Regions from separate parts of the Mus musculus genome. Here region 2 is linked to region 1. The links are chromatin contacts, called in public HiChIP or PLAC-seq maps. All regions are on one chromosome and are shown on one strand. The core of a region is the stretch at or near the end of the contact, and the rest is flanking DNA. Distances in the headings are between cores, read along the strand shown. Region 1 overlaps 4921504E06Rik (RIKEN cDNA 4921504E06 gene). Region 2 has its middle 25 kb from the start of Gm24670.

Region 1 (7,176 bases), core at 3,343-5,842:
GTCGTTACTTCTCCCAGCTCATGGTTCTAAACTTAACTTTTAATTTGTGTGAGATATTATGTTGTTTTATTGGCAAAAAGAAAACTTTAAACATTCATATCATACTTATATTTTTCTTTCAGGAAGGTATTATTTTGCTGTAGTTCTGGTAAAAAAATGAAACCACTCTCAGTTTTTCACATGGGAATTTAATACAAGAACTTAGGTATTTAGACAACTTGTAGAACAGAGGGATAAGGGAATGCCATCGCCAGCTTTCAAACTAATAAGCATCATATTAGAATGCCATTTACTGGATATTTTCCTTTTGCCATGACTTGTGATATGTCCTTCATTGATAACTTAGACTCCCTTCAAGTCTAGATATTTTGTGGCCCTATATGAAAACTATATTTAAACAACAAAAACTAGTCTGGTGTGGTAGCACAGCCTTTGATCTCAGACTTGAGAGGCAGAGGTTTGCAATCTCTATGAATTTGAATCCAGACAGGTATACACAGCTAGTTCTAGGCCAGACAGGTCTTCTCAAACTAACAAATGAAACAGTCTATTTACCCTTTGGAATTATAGTGCTTTTTAAACTAATACTGTATGTGTGCATGTGCCTTTGAGTGTGTGTGTGTGTGTGTGTGTGTGTGTGTGTGTGTGTGCTGGGATGCAATCCAAGACCTTACAGCTAGGCAAGTGATCTAGCAAGTTTGTTTTATTTTTTTCTTCTTTATGATTTTTATAGCTTTTTCATCCTTTCTAATAAAATAAAATAATTTGGGAGTGGTCATTCCATCATCAACAAACTTCCTGTTTTTCACTTTTATTGAAGTTTCATGGTTCAGAAATGTATTCATGAATTGTGGAGGTTTAACCATTATAGTTTACATATAAAAATTCAATCTTGAGTTATTGATTCTGTTCTGTCTTCTATATTTCAAAAAGGTTTTATTATTTTATTTATAGAAGTTGTAGATACTTTATACAGCCAAGTTTTTTCCCTGAGTGTTATAGTTTATTTCTTTAGAAGATGTGATCTCTTCTGTCAAATTTTTCAACTTACTATTCATGTATATTGAAAGCATAGGTATATTGTATTGAAATCACTTAGCAACTCTATTGAAATGCAGTTTGCATAGCATAAAATGTACCCATTGAAAGTGTACAAGTTGAGGTTGCTGTGAAGCCAGCACAATTTACTTTAGAACATTTCCCTACATCTTTAATCTATTAGCTCTACTTCTAGGTGTTTCCTTGTCTTGTCAAGGGGAAGGGAATTCCTCCATTTCCCAAGGAGGCTCAGTGGGGCTGAGCTCCCTGCTTTCTGATAGATTTGCTTTGTGTTTCTTTTGCCTTCTTATTCTATAGGGTCACTAATCCCAGGTCTGCCATTGTCTATGCAGTGTTTCATACATGTAGGACTGTCTGAGCCCCTGGCACGAGATAGAAGCCCAGTACCCCTCCCTGCTTCTGTCATTCCAAAACTTCATTCTTTTGTTTGTTTGTTTGTTTGTTTGTTTGTTTTTTGTTTTTTGAACAGGGTTTCTCTGTGTATCCTTGGCTGTCCTGGAACTCACTTTGTAGACCAGGCTGGCCTCGAACTCAGCAATCTGCCTGTCTCTGCCTCCCAAGTGCTGGGATTAAAGGTGTGTGCCACCACGCCTGGCCAAAACTTCATTCTTTAACACTATCAAGCGGTTTGCCGTCGTCTGCCCTCCTCTGCACACCTCAGGTTATTCGTCACCTCCCTGGGAGCCTCCCACATTGAGCCTCTTCTCTATTTCTGACACATTCGGGTCTATAGTTTTCTTACTGAACTTGTATGTTTTGTCTGTTATTGAAAGTGGAACATTTGGCCGAGGGTGTAGTTCAGGAGTGGATGCTTGCCTAGGATGTGTGAAGTCCTAGGTTCAATGCCAAGGACTGACAAAAAAAAATTAATGGGCTACCAAAACCCCACACACTTTTCATATTGCTATTTCTGTCTTAAATTGGTAATATCTATTTTATATTTTTCAATGCTGAGTGTTTATAAGTTTACAACTGTTACATTCTTTATAAAAATTGATTCTTTTATTATTATGTAGTGACCTCTCTCTCTCGTGAGAACAACTGAATCCAAGTTTGTTTTATCTGAAATTAGTGTATTTGTCCTCATTCTCTTTGGTCTACAAATTGCGGGGAAATCTTGTGTTACCTTTAAACCTTTGACTCCTGAGTATCCTTAAAGCAAGCTTGGATCTTGTTTCTCTGTGATTCGGTTACTGACTTACCTTTGGTGAAATATTTTAATTCATTTACACCTTAAAGTAATTGCTGGAGGGCAAGAGCTTACTATTGCCATTTTATTGATTATTCTGGTTTGTATTCCTTTTATTCCCTTCTTGCTTTCTTGTTGTCTTACCACAATTTTTTCGGATCCTTTGTAATAGCATGCTTTGTTTTGTTTCTCTTTATCATTGTGTACTGTAGTGGTCTAAATAGACCACCTTGTGGTGCCTAACCTTACTGCAATTTGATATGCCAAGTTTGATTGATATCCATGGGAGAGATGCTTTTTTCTGAAGAGAAATGGAGGAAGAATGGTTGGGGTTTGAAGAGAGGTAGAGTGGAAGGGAGGAAGGGAGGGAGGGAGGGAGGGAGGGAGGGAGGGAGGGAGGGAGGGAGAGAGAGAAAACTGCATTCAGGATGTAATATATGAGAGAAGAATAAATAAAAATATATATACTTAAGATTGCTTTTAACCATGAAAACTGAAATAGAAGGGGAGAAATCATTTAAACATGAAATTGATGTATAAAAGGGAGGCAAAATTGAAAAATGCTGAGCCTAGCTATATAAAAATTAAAACTCCATTCGTGGCAAACCATGGTGACACATGCCTGTAATCCCAGCATTTGGGATTCTGCAACAGGAGAATTGTTATGACTTTGTGGTCAGTCCTTGTGACTTCCATTCAGCCCGGGCTATAGTTTAAAACCCTGTCGCAACAACAACACCATCAACAACAACAGCAACAGCAGCAACAACAACAATACATACACACACAAGAAAAGAAAGAAAAAAGCAAAAGCTAGGAGAAGGAGGAAGAAATGGAAGGAAGGAGGAAGGGAGAGAAGGATATAGCTTAATTTCAATGACATACAACTCTGTACACATTGATATTTTCCTCTGTTTAATGTTTTATACTATCATTGATCCATTAACTACTTATTGTAGCTATAGTTACTTTTAGTATTTTTGACTGAATACTACAGGCAAATCTGTGTCCTTCTAGACTCCTGAGGATTCAGAGCTGCCCTGAATCCTGGCTTTTGTGGGGCTGAAGCTGCGTTTCAGGGCTTCCCTGGAATAGGAAATTGAACAAGCCCCTTTAGGAGGCCTGTGTGAGTGTCTCCTAATGGGTGTCTGGATGTACATGGCTACTGTTACACTGGGGCTGGGGTAAGAAGGCAGTGCTACACACCATCTACAATGAGGCATGAATCAGTAAACCCTCCCCTGAAGGCATGGAGACACAAACCTCCCTGCAGGTCCCTTGGGGGATTGTCACTGCTAGAGGACAGCCAGGGTTGTTCCAGGGAATCTCAGAGTTTTCTATATGGCTGAGAACAGTGGCTTGACTGAAGGGCATCGACTAGTGCGATTCCTGCTAAATTCCTGGGAAGGTGAGACTGCTCACAGCTGAGATCTGCATTAGATGGGTTTCAAGGCCAGTTCAGAGTCTGCTACCATAATAGGCCTGTGGACCTGACTATACCAGAGACTATAGGCGGGCATGTCTCCTCTTGAATTCATTAGCAGCTGGTATCTGTGGTGGGACCAAATGTTTATTGATAAGTCCACAGTGTAGAGAGTCCATTTATGACTGTCATCAGAACTGTTATGGTAGAGCCTAGCACTCGGTACAGACTTACCCTCCCAAAACCATCATTTCTGAGGTCAACAAGAGTTATGTACCTTCTAGCTGGGTAGGCCCTTTTGTTGGTAAATGGCTACCAAATTCTTGTGGCTGTGGGAGGAATGCCTGGAGGAATCCTGTATTCTGTGGGAAACCTCCTATTTAGTCATCTTCCTCTTCTTCACCATTACTTGTGTGGCAGATAAAATTTGAACAACATGCCACTCTTTGCATTTTACCAGATAACATGGTACTATATTGCTTTATTGTGCATTTTAATTTAGAATGATTTGCCAAGAAATTTGGGCAAATTACAAAAAATAAAATAGTTTTACAAGGAAAAGAATAAAATTGAACATATTCCCAGGGGGTCCTTGAATGTGTCATTCGGAGAAGCAAAGAGGTGAGAATAAAAACCCAGTGCACATTGACTTTCTCGACCTGAATCAGACTTCAGGGAGTCCAACAACAGGAAGTTTATTTCCAGTGTATTTAAGCCCAGTACAATTTGGGGGGAAAAAAAAAAGAGTTTTCTGGTGTAATACAATCCCCAGTGCATAAGGAAGCATATTTACATTGAAACTCAACTCAGGGTGCATGTTGTTTCTTCTAAGACAACGAGTTCTAGAGCTACGCTACCTGTACTAGCTTAAGGGCCTGAGAGTCTGGCCTGGTTTCGGTTTTACAGATGCCATAGAGGTCATGTGGGTTATTAGCCACCTCTGGTTCTGGTTGTAGGAGCTTGATATGGCCTGGCCCAACAGACATCATAGATCACCAGACAGTTAATCATTACCAATTCTTAACTTTCTAGATGAAGACAATCGTGTGTGCTTAACATTCCTGGTTTCTCTGGAAATCATGGGTTCAAGGTCCTTCATGGTCTGCTCTCAACAAGTTTCTTGCCAGATTTGTGATGTTTCTCTCTTCTCTCCAGAAATACTTCGAAATAGAAGATGAAAAAGCTGCCCTGCAAGATGCAGATGATGTCAAATTGAATGTTTTGAGGAGAAAACTGAAAGAGAAAGAAGAAATTATTAAGAATTTAAAGAATGAATTAGAACTATATGAAGAGTTTGGATTTAAAAAAGTTGTAAGTTTCATTTATTTCATAAAAAATTAATTACAATTGATGTTAATCCATCTAAGTAGGATCACGGAGAGCAATAATCCTGGTTAAAAATTGGTAAGAACTGGGCTGAGGAGAAGATGTAAAATGTAGCAACGAGGACCTGCATTCAGTCCCAGCACTCACATGAAAGCTAGGCATGGTGGTGTGTCCCTGTGATCACAGCGTGTGTGTGGGGAGGGGCTGAGATGAGAGAATTCCTCGGGCTCACTGGCCATCACTGGACAAACCCGTGACTTTCAGGTTCAGGGAAAGATTCTATCTCAAAAAAAAAAAATATCACCTTCTGGCTTTGGCTTCCACAGCCCCTGTGCACAGGTACAGGAACCCACACATACCGGTAAACATATAAACATATGCACACATGTAAACACACTGACTCAGAAGGGAAGAAGGAGCAAAGGTGATTCAGTGTCTCTTGGCAATCTCTCCACACGGTAAGCCAACCCAGGATGTCATTACTCCATGGCACACTCCAGAAAGTCCATAGTAATTATAAAGAGGAGCACTATAATTGTCTTCAAATTTTATCTTATAATAGAAATGAAATAACCCTCCAGCCAGTGCCAAAAAAAAAAAAAACCTTTCCATTCTAGAGAATAACAATATGTGTTTTATTGTAATTTCTAAGACTCTCATCCCCTTTGCAGTCAGGATAGCTGAAGGGGAACAAAGCAAATTTCCACAGGTCAGAGGCTTCCGAAAAGCCAACTGGGGTGGAACAGAACTGAGGTAGTACAGAAAAGATGGGAAATTATGGGGAAGTGAGAAGAACTGGGAGTCTGGAATCAGGCAGAACCCAGAATTCTTATGCAATTTAGTAATACTTCTTATAAAGACTGCGGATAAGATTTTTTTTCTTGAGAGTCTGTCTCAGGGGCTGAAGGGATAGCTCAAGGTTTAAGAGTGATGGCTGCTCTTCCAGGGGGCCTGCATTCTGTGCCTATCGCCATGTTGAGTTACTCACAAACCAGCTGTAACTCCAGCAGCAGGAGATTCAATGCCTTCTGGTCTCCAAAAACACAAATGTACACACACATGCATGTGTGCATGAGCACACGCAGACACAGACACACACAGACACATACATAAAAACAACACATGGGCTGGAGAGATGGCTCAGCCGTTAAAGGCTAGGCTCACAACCAAAAAACACACACATACAGACACACACACACACACACAGACATACACACAGACATACAACAGACACACAGACACACAGGCCTGGGAGTATATGCACTCTTAGTTGCACTCTTCTCTAAGAGTCTAACAAACAAGACTGAATTACACTGAAGAAATTCTCACTTCTAGAGTTTTAACTTATCAATTGTAATCCTGTTCAATATGTCTCAAGAACTACCTTGTGGTCGTATGCACTTTCCTTAGCAACCATTTGAAGAGAAAGAACCCACAAAATCAAATGTGCCACAATCACATATGACAATTACTGTCACAGCAGCTCATAGCCACACCAATGTCTCTTACTCTTTCCTTAAGTTATTCTTTCTGTTAGAACTCCCATGCTTAAATGCATGGTAAACTTTTTCTTTGAATGAGCTCTAAGTCTGCTGCAAATGAGTTCATTTTGAAAATCTTTTCTGTGGCATAAGTCAAGGTCTGCCTTTACATAGTGGATGTCCCTAAAAGACAAGGAAAGTCATCAGGACGTTGCCCTTGGTGGTGTGGAACTGTCTTTACACCCATCGCAGCTGACAGAATGACTTTTAAATCAATGAGGAGAAGGAAAAAATATATGTCAGATTTCCCTACTGATGGGTCTTCCTAGCCAGGCACTACCTTCTGCTGAGACCCAGAGCCAGTGGGGACAACTGGGAAGTGCAAGACCGCAGAAAGGAGAGACTGAAGTTCTTTCTGCAAGAACTCGCCAGAAACACGGGTTCTTTCTCATCTCTCAATGGCTCCGCGTGGAAAACAGTTTACTAAATTCTCTAGGAACAAACTTACCTGCTGTAGCTTCCCATCTGAAGTTTCAGTGTAGAGAGCCGCCCCCTCTAGTGGCTAAAAATCCCCCTGAGACATCACACAATGCTAACCTGCAAATGGATTCAAAGGGCAGAACCATAGAGAGATAGTTAAGGTGTCAAGGGGAGGGTCAGCAAATGGCTCCGCAGATAAAAGTTCTTGTAACACAAGC
Region 2 (7,176 bases), core at 2,147-4,646, 190 kb before region 1:
GTGCTCCACATCCAGTTCCTCACAAACCTCCACTGCCCTGTGAAGGCAAAAACTATCGAGGCAAAGAAAGACATGTGTTCTGTGGAGCTACCTTCTCTGTGGTAAGTTGCCATGCCATAAAACCATTCAAGCCTCTCCATCCCATGTCCCCACAGAGAGGCCAGGCTTATGGCTTCCTGACAATATGTAGCACCAACTTGCCAACCTTTGAAATAAGTCCAATTTGCACATAATGAAGATTTGAGCTATTTTGTGCCTCGGCCAATGTTGCACATGTATGAAAGACTCTGAGACAAACCCATACAGCCAAGCTGAACTACAATTAATTCCTTACCCTCGGAGTCCATGTGAGATAGATAATAAATGTGTGTCGTTACAAGTTTAAGAGATATTGTCTTATGTAGCAATAATCTGCTAGCATGTCATGCTACCTAAACTATCCACTCACTATCACATTGGTCATCGTCTGATAGAGTCTGTTCACTCTCTCTCCCTAGAAAGTAAAACTCAAGAACTAAGCAATTATTCATAGTTTTCTCAATATTGATATCTATGGCAGGTATATCAAAGACTTAAGTTAGTCTTTACTGAATATGTTAACTATACCACCTATTCTTTTTATCATTAACATATGTTCATCATCTGTGACTACTTACATCAGGATTATATTTCTCCAGTGATTTAATATTCACCTTTTTAACGAATATAGATTGAGTATCTACTCAGCACGAGTGTGGTAACTGGAACGTCTTGAATGTTTACTGTGCGATGATGTCTAAGATACAACCATTCATTTCCTCTCTTGCTTCAGCCATGTGACAGCAATTTTGGGGATTCCTGGTATGACCTGTAGTGAGTCTGCATGAGAGAGATTCAAGTGGAAATGTAATGTAGGCAACTGGCAATATGGACAGAGGTCTTGGATATGAGGTCAGGGCTTTGGGAAGATGTAGATGATAATTAAAACCATCTGGAGATACTCCCCAGGAGGGAGCAGAGAGAAAGAAGAGAAAATGTCTGATGGACAGTCACTGGCACACTACCACATTCAGCCATGTCAAGGATGAGCAAGGACAAAAGAGAACAAAAAGGAACCAGTCAATAAGAAAGAAAATCAGAAGTCTGTGGAGACCTGAAGAGAACTACGCATAGCCATCTGTGTCCAGTGCTGTGGGAATATTAGGCTAATGCAAACAGGGTGAGTAGGAGAGAAACTGCCCATGGGAATCAGGCCTTGGTGAACTGGTAGGGGCGTGGGGACCAAGAGCACATTTGGAAGAAGGAAAGAAAGTTTGTGTCCTGGTAGCTTTAACAGAATGAGAATAATCGTGATGCATAAAGGAGCAGATAGATAAGGGGGTGGAGTCTGTCAGTCGGTTAGGAAGGAGAGTTATCTTCATTATCTTCATTGAAGTAGCCTTTAGTGACTTCTCCAGTGGATTGATAGCTCCATATCCACACCCAGTCATGACCAATGTGTTCCGTTAAAAATAAAACAAAAGACATGACGGAGAACAGAGACTTGTTGGGAGGTTAGTTTTAGGGGTGAGAAGGAGGTAAGGAGGTGAGGGGAGTGGCAGTGTGATCAGAATTCATTTTACCTATGTATAAAATTACCAATGGATGCATTACAATGAAAATTTTCAAGTAAAACAACAGAGAAAGAACAAGGCTAACAGGCACCAGAGACACTGGTGAGAGGGGAAAATAGACAAAGTTTTCTGTGGCCCTCCCTCTCCTCAGTAACGTGCAATGCAGAAAGCAAGAGGAGGCAGTGGATGGGAAAGGAAGTGGTATGGAAGAAGTTTCCACTGAGCTGGGAAGTAAGTAGAGCAAATGGTTATGGTGAAGGCCTAAGTTCTAAGACTTTACCCAGATCCAGAGATTTAACAAGCATAGCTGTCTCCAGCCATTTCTGGCTACCGTGGAAGATGAGTTGGACCTTTTAATAAGTGAGCTTGGCTGAGGAGGAGGAGGATATTGCAGTTGATGTGTGCATACTGGATCATAAACAGCAGAGGGAGGCAGCCTTTGAGGCTTCAGTGCTGTCAAAGACTTGCTGGAGGTAAAACCCAAGACAAGAGCAAGACTGGTAGAGAATGATGACCAGAGACCAGCATGAGACTGAGAAAGGAAAGGAATGGTCTATAGCTGAGTGCAGATGAATATATCTGGGTGACCTGAGTCTTGCATGGATACATGAATTAGGAAAAGCATTGTAGATAATGGGGTACTCAGCCCAGATCCCCAACCCAGTCCCTGCAGAACCACTCTGTAAATTGATAGTCCTGACAGCCCTGAACTGACTCCTCCAGTGACCATCTGTAGCTGTAGGAACCATCTTGCTTAATGCTTCATGGTGTAACCCTTTCTATCCTTAGCCCCAACATTGGCTTGGCACTTCAACTGCCTGTCTCCTCACCCAGCCTCCCTGGCAGCCAATCTGAAGGATCATCAAAACTTCAGGACTCCTCCCAGCACTGCAGGATCCATTGAGACTCCTACTGGAACTTCACTTGCTCTTCTCTCAAACACTAGCGACTTTGAAAGCACCTGCCAGGAAGCCACCAGGGCTTGAGTCTCCCCTCTGGACCCTAGTGCGTGAAATCAAGGATACAGCAACAGGTGAGACTGATCCCGAGACCTTCAAGGTAGTTAGTGAGCCGGAGGCTGTGTGTAGGACAGGGGAGATGAAGAGATGTTTTCTCTCTAGGATCCTTTTCATCTTCAGAATTCCCAAGCTGGACTCATGGTTAGGACTCATATGGTTCAACAAACTGATGAGAGAAGAGGAAAATTAGTCATTCTGCCAGATTGTAAACAAAAGAACCACATAGGCAGAGCAATGTAACGCATTTCTTTTTTAGTTTGTTTGCTTTTCCATGCCATTCTAGTGAAGCGCAACCCTCCCAGAAATCCCACAGGAAGCAAACTCTTCCTTCCCTGGCACTGTCCCTGAGGCTTGCTTGTCCAGTGAACCATGACTGGAAGGGCATGTGCTACTTAGAATGAGTTCTCCTCTTTAATTATTTATGTGTATGTACATGGGTGTTTGCCCACATGTATCATGCATCATGTACAGTACCCGAGGATGTCAGAAGAGGGTGTCAGATCCCCTGGAGCTGATGTTGTAGCGGTTGTGAACTATCATGTGGATACTGGGAATGACACCTTGGTCCTGTGGAAGAGCAGCCAGGATTCCTAACCACAGAGTGATCTTTCTAACTCCAAATGAGAGTTTTAGAAGCTACCACCATGGTTCCATTTTCTCTGATACCTCTTCCCTAAACCAACAACATTCCAGAGAAAGACCCGCTTGTCAGAACTGACTCCTAAAAACCATGTTATGAGTGAGCAATGACCCTTAGGAGAAAGCCACTGACGGTTTTCTATTACTCAATACTGCAGAATATCGGCACACGTGAGTCAGCCACCCGGGCACTCAAGATGGCCACTAAAGTCCAAAAAGATTCAAACCAATGGGCTGTGTGCCAAGAAAACTTAATTTTAAAAAATCAGATGATTGGGAAGCCCCTGTTATTAAGATATTTTTAAAATAGCCATTTGCTAAAAAGTCTGTTGTCAATTGCCTAAGATCACATCTTTGCTAATTTTGCTTATCAACTTCTGTGAATTTCGTTTTAAAATTGACCAAGGGTGAACTTTAATGCATTTGTTTGCTGATCCTATTTATTTAAGAAAAGTTTAAGTAGGTGAAAGGTCATATGGTGGCATGGTTTTTATTTCTTGGGGGAGGAGGGAGGCAAACTAGAAATGGCATCTGCCTAGAACGCTCAAGAGCAATTTAGATGATGAGAGAATTAGAGAGGGAAAACATCAAAGGCGGAATCGGAAAGGGACCTAGAGAACAGGAAATGCAACAAACAGAACTTGTATTCCGGAGCAATTGACTTATGGCAGCTGTTCCCAACATCAAAACCAGAGAACAAGCTTGTCCTCTACTGCCACCTTCAGGCCCTCCAGAGTCCTGACTCGCTTTGTACAGTTTGCAGTCATAAGTTTAGATTGCCCAGGTTGCAACCCCTGTGGGAGCTATTTCTACTTTTTATTTTAGCTACATCTTGCTGGAATCCACAGAAGTTTAAGAATAGCGGAACTTGTGTAAATGATCTTGACAGGTGAAAAATGAGATCAAAGAATGAGAATGCTTTAAGGAGATTTGAATGTTGGCAACGAGAAGCCCGCAAGCCGAGCTGGGGGCGGGGCTTCCTAGGACAGAGGTATTTTGGAGATGGATCACTGTTCTGTCAGCTGCCTGACAGGCTTTTGTGATTATGAGCGGGATCTGGAGGTGTAGAATGCAAATAAAATTACAGAATGGCAAATTTCTGGGTAGATCTAGAATAGGTCTGACTGAGCCTTGCATTTACCCAGCATAGCCAGTGACTTGGTGGCAATAAGATCACAGAGATATAACCTTGGCATGCATTAAACAGATCCACTCTCTCTGCATTGCACATAACTATTGAACAGTTCGTGTTCACTAAGAGCAACGTAAGCTAGAAATGTTGTTTTCATTATTGTAAATACAGCATGTTAGCAAATTAGCTCCCAAAAATATACTCAATGGATGCATGTTAAATTGAATTTCCTTTCATGTCAAAAGGCAGAATTTTCAAAGTATAAGTAACCGAGAATTTACTGACTGAAGCTCAAGAACACACCATTTTCTGGAGACAGTTGGAGAGCCTCCTGTTGGCTATGCTTCCGACCTAAAGACACCCTTCTTCACTTCAGTACACTGTTTGAATTCTTCTACTTACCAAGACTCCAATGAATCAGTCAAAGATTGGTGTTAATCACTAGGGTGGTAGGTTCCTTTAGTTACACACTGATTCCAGAATGGAGACTTTAAGTCTTCCTAAGTTGATGTGTTTGTTGCCTGGTACTGAATTCATCAATATCCTTCAATGGTATCTACTTCTGGCAGGACATCCCTGGTCCAGTAGTAGGTGACAGAGCAGCCATACTCCAGGTGTCAATTGTGATATATAACATCTAAGTTATTCAGACAATGAAAATGCCTTTGCCGTGCCTGGCAGGAACCAATTAATAAATCAAGGTGTTTTTTTTTCACATTTATCTTTATGTGTGCAGATTTCATACATACTGGTGCCATAGTGTGTGTCTGGAAGTCAGAGAGCAAGTGGTAGAAGTAGGCTGTTTTCTTCCAACATCTGGGTCCCAGAGATCAAGATTAGGTCATCAGGGTAGGCAAAATTGCCTATACTCACTGAGCCATTGTGATGGGCCCAGGAACAACTTCTTAATTGCCTCTTTAACCCAGTCACTTAGTAGACTCTAAGTGTTTTTAAATGAATTATTCATTCATTGATGGATTATGGAGTTACAGAAATTACAAATTCAATTCTAGGAAACATGGTAATGTCTCAATTCTGCTAGTCAGTTCAACCATGGGAAAAGCATGGTGTTTTCACTGGACTTGGCTGTGGGCCCTGGGACACCCTGGGCACTGTGAGAAATGTCAGAGATTCTACAGAATGCAGTGATAGGTGTCTGCCCTTCTGCCTTTGTCCTCATCTGTGTTGTTATTGCCATAACAGCATAGCCTAATGAGGTGGTTAATCTGGATTTTCAATGCAATGGGATTTATATTCATCATAGAAACAAACCTCTGAGCATGTCTGTGAGGGAGTTTCTAGATTGGATTAATTAGGGAAGACCCACCCTAAATGTGGGTGGCACCAGCCCATGGGCTGAGGTCCTGGGGTGAATAGATAAGAGAGAGGGAACCAAGCACCAGCTTTCCTCGTGCTCTGCTGTCTGACTGAAGATACAGTGTGACCCGTTGCCTCAAGTTTCTGCTGTCATGTCTTCCCTGCCAATGGTGGACTATATCACCTCAAACTGTGAACCAAATTAAGTGTACCCCCCGCCCCAGTTGCTTCCCACTACATATTTGGTCACAGCAATAAGACAAGTAACTGAGATACCTGGTACCTGGCTAGTTAGGGTTTTTTGTTTTTGTTTTGTTTTGTTTTGTTTTGTTGGGTTTTTGTTGTTTTTGTTTTTGTTTGTTGGTTAGGTTTTTCTGTTTTTTGTGTTTTGTTTTGTTTTTCTATTTTGTTTTTTGTTGTTGTTGTTGCTGTTGTTGTTTTTGTTAGCTTGACACAAGCCAGAGTTATTTTGGAAGGAGTTTTAACTGAGAGAGTGCCTCAATAAGATTGACCTAGAAAATAGGGAAGCAGACTACCCAGGCCTGACCTGGGGCACAAGCCCCTTCCGCTCCACTCGAGCCCCAGGGTACCTTGCCAGGGGAGTCGCCCGACACCTGCAAGGGCCCACACAGGATTCCCCACGGGATCCTAAGACCTCTGGTGAGTGGAACTCAGCGCCTGCCCCAATCCAATCGCGAGGAACCTGAGACTGCGGGAAATAGGGAAGCAGACTACCCGGGCCTGACCTGGGGCACAAGCCCCTTCCACTCCACTCGAGCCCCGGGGTACCTTGCCAGCGGAGTCGCCCGACACCCGCAAGGGCCCCCACGGGATCCTAAGACCTCTGGTGAGTGGAACACAGCGTCTGCCAGGAGGCCGGTTCGAACACCAGATATCTGGGTACCTTCCCTGCAAGAAGAGAGCTTGCCTGCAGAGAATACTCTGCCCACTGAAACTAAGGAGAGAGCTACCCTCCCAGGTCTGCTTATAGAGGCTAACAGAGTCACCTGAAGAACAAGCTCTTAACAGAGACAACTATAACAGCTAGCTTCAGAGATTACCAGATGGCGAAAGGCAAACGTAAGAATCCTACAAACAGAAATCAAGACCACTCACCATCATCAGAACGCAGCACTCCCACCCCACCTAGTCCTGGGCACCCCAACACAATGGAAAATCTAGACCCAGATTTAAAAACATTTCTCATGATGATGATAGAGGACATCAAGAAGGACTTTCATAAGTCACTTAAAGAATTAAAGGAGAGCACTGCTAAAGAGTTACAGGCCCTTAAAGAAAAGCAGGAAAACACAACCAAACAGGTAGAAGTCCTTAAAGAAAAACAGGAAAACACATCCAAACAGGTGATGGAAATGAACAAAACCATACTAGAACTAAAAAGGGAAGTAGACACAATAAAGAAAACCCAAAGCAAGGCAACGCTGGAGATAGAAGCCCTAGGAAAGAGATCTGGAAC

What was found. HiChIP or PLAC-seq counts read pairs in DNA pulled down with a chosen protein or histone mark.
Region 2: a contact with region 1 is called in an H3K27ac HiChIP or PLAC-seq map of hepatocytes, with 7 times the contacts expected there. The contact joins two enhancer-like sites. A contact is called at or near these places in 3 of 39 promoter capture datasets (the C10 cell line, embryonic stem cells and hippocampal neurons), 4 of 15 datasets of contacts at CTCF or cohesin (hippocampal excitatory neurons, large pre-B cells, liver and 1 more), 143 of 484 Hi-C or Micro-C datasets (the AML12 cell line, the AtT-20 cell line, B cells and 83 more) and 13 of 115 datasets of contacts at active chromatin or transcription factors (Th17 cells, astrocytes, bone marrow-derived dendritic cells and 9 more).

The regions. Positions count from the first base shown.
Region 1 is chr2:19,521,772-19,528,947 of GRCm38.p6, reverse strand. 4921504E06Rik (RIKEN cDNA 4921504E06 gene) reads left to right here. Exons shown (of 17, transcript NM_027600.4): 5 at 4,827-4,982. Among named protein-coding and RNA genes, the nearest start is that of 4921504E06Rik, 29 kb to the left of the region's middle. Within about 2 kb of position 4,592, at least 1 of the 459 cell types and tissues checked has an H3K27ac peak or open chromatin away from gene starts, as enhancers often do. A contact at or near this core is called in hepatocytes, where this site is marked.
Region 2 is chr2:19,712,826-19,720,001 of GRCm38.p6, reverse strand. No RefSeq gene overlaps it. Among named protein-coding and RNA genes, the nearest start is that of Gm24670, 25 kb to the right of the region's middle. Within about 2 kb of position 3,396, at least 28 of the 459 cell types and tissues checked have an H3K27ac peak or open chromatin away from gene starts, as enhancers often do. A contact at or near this core is called in hepatocytes, where this site is marked.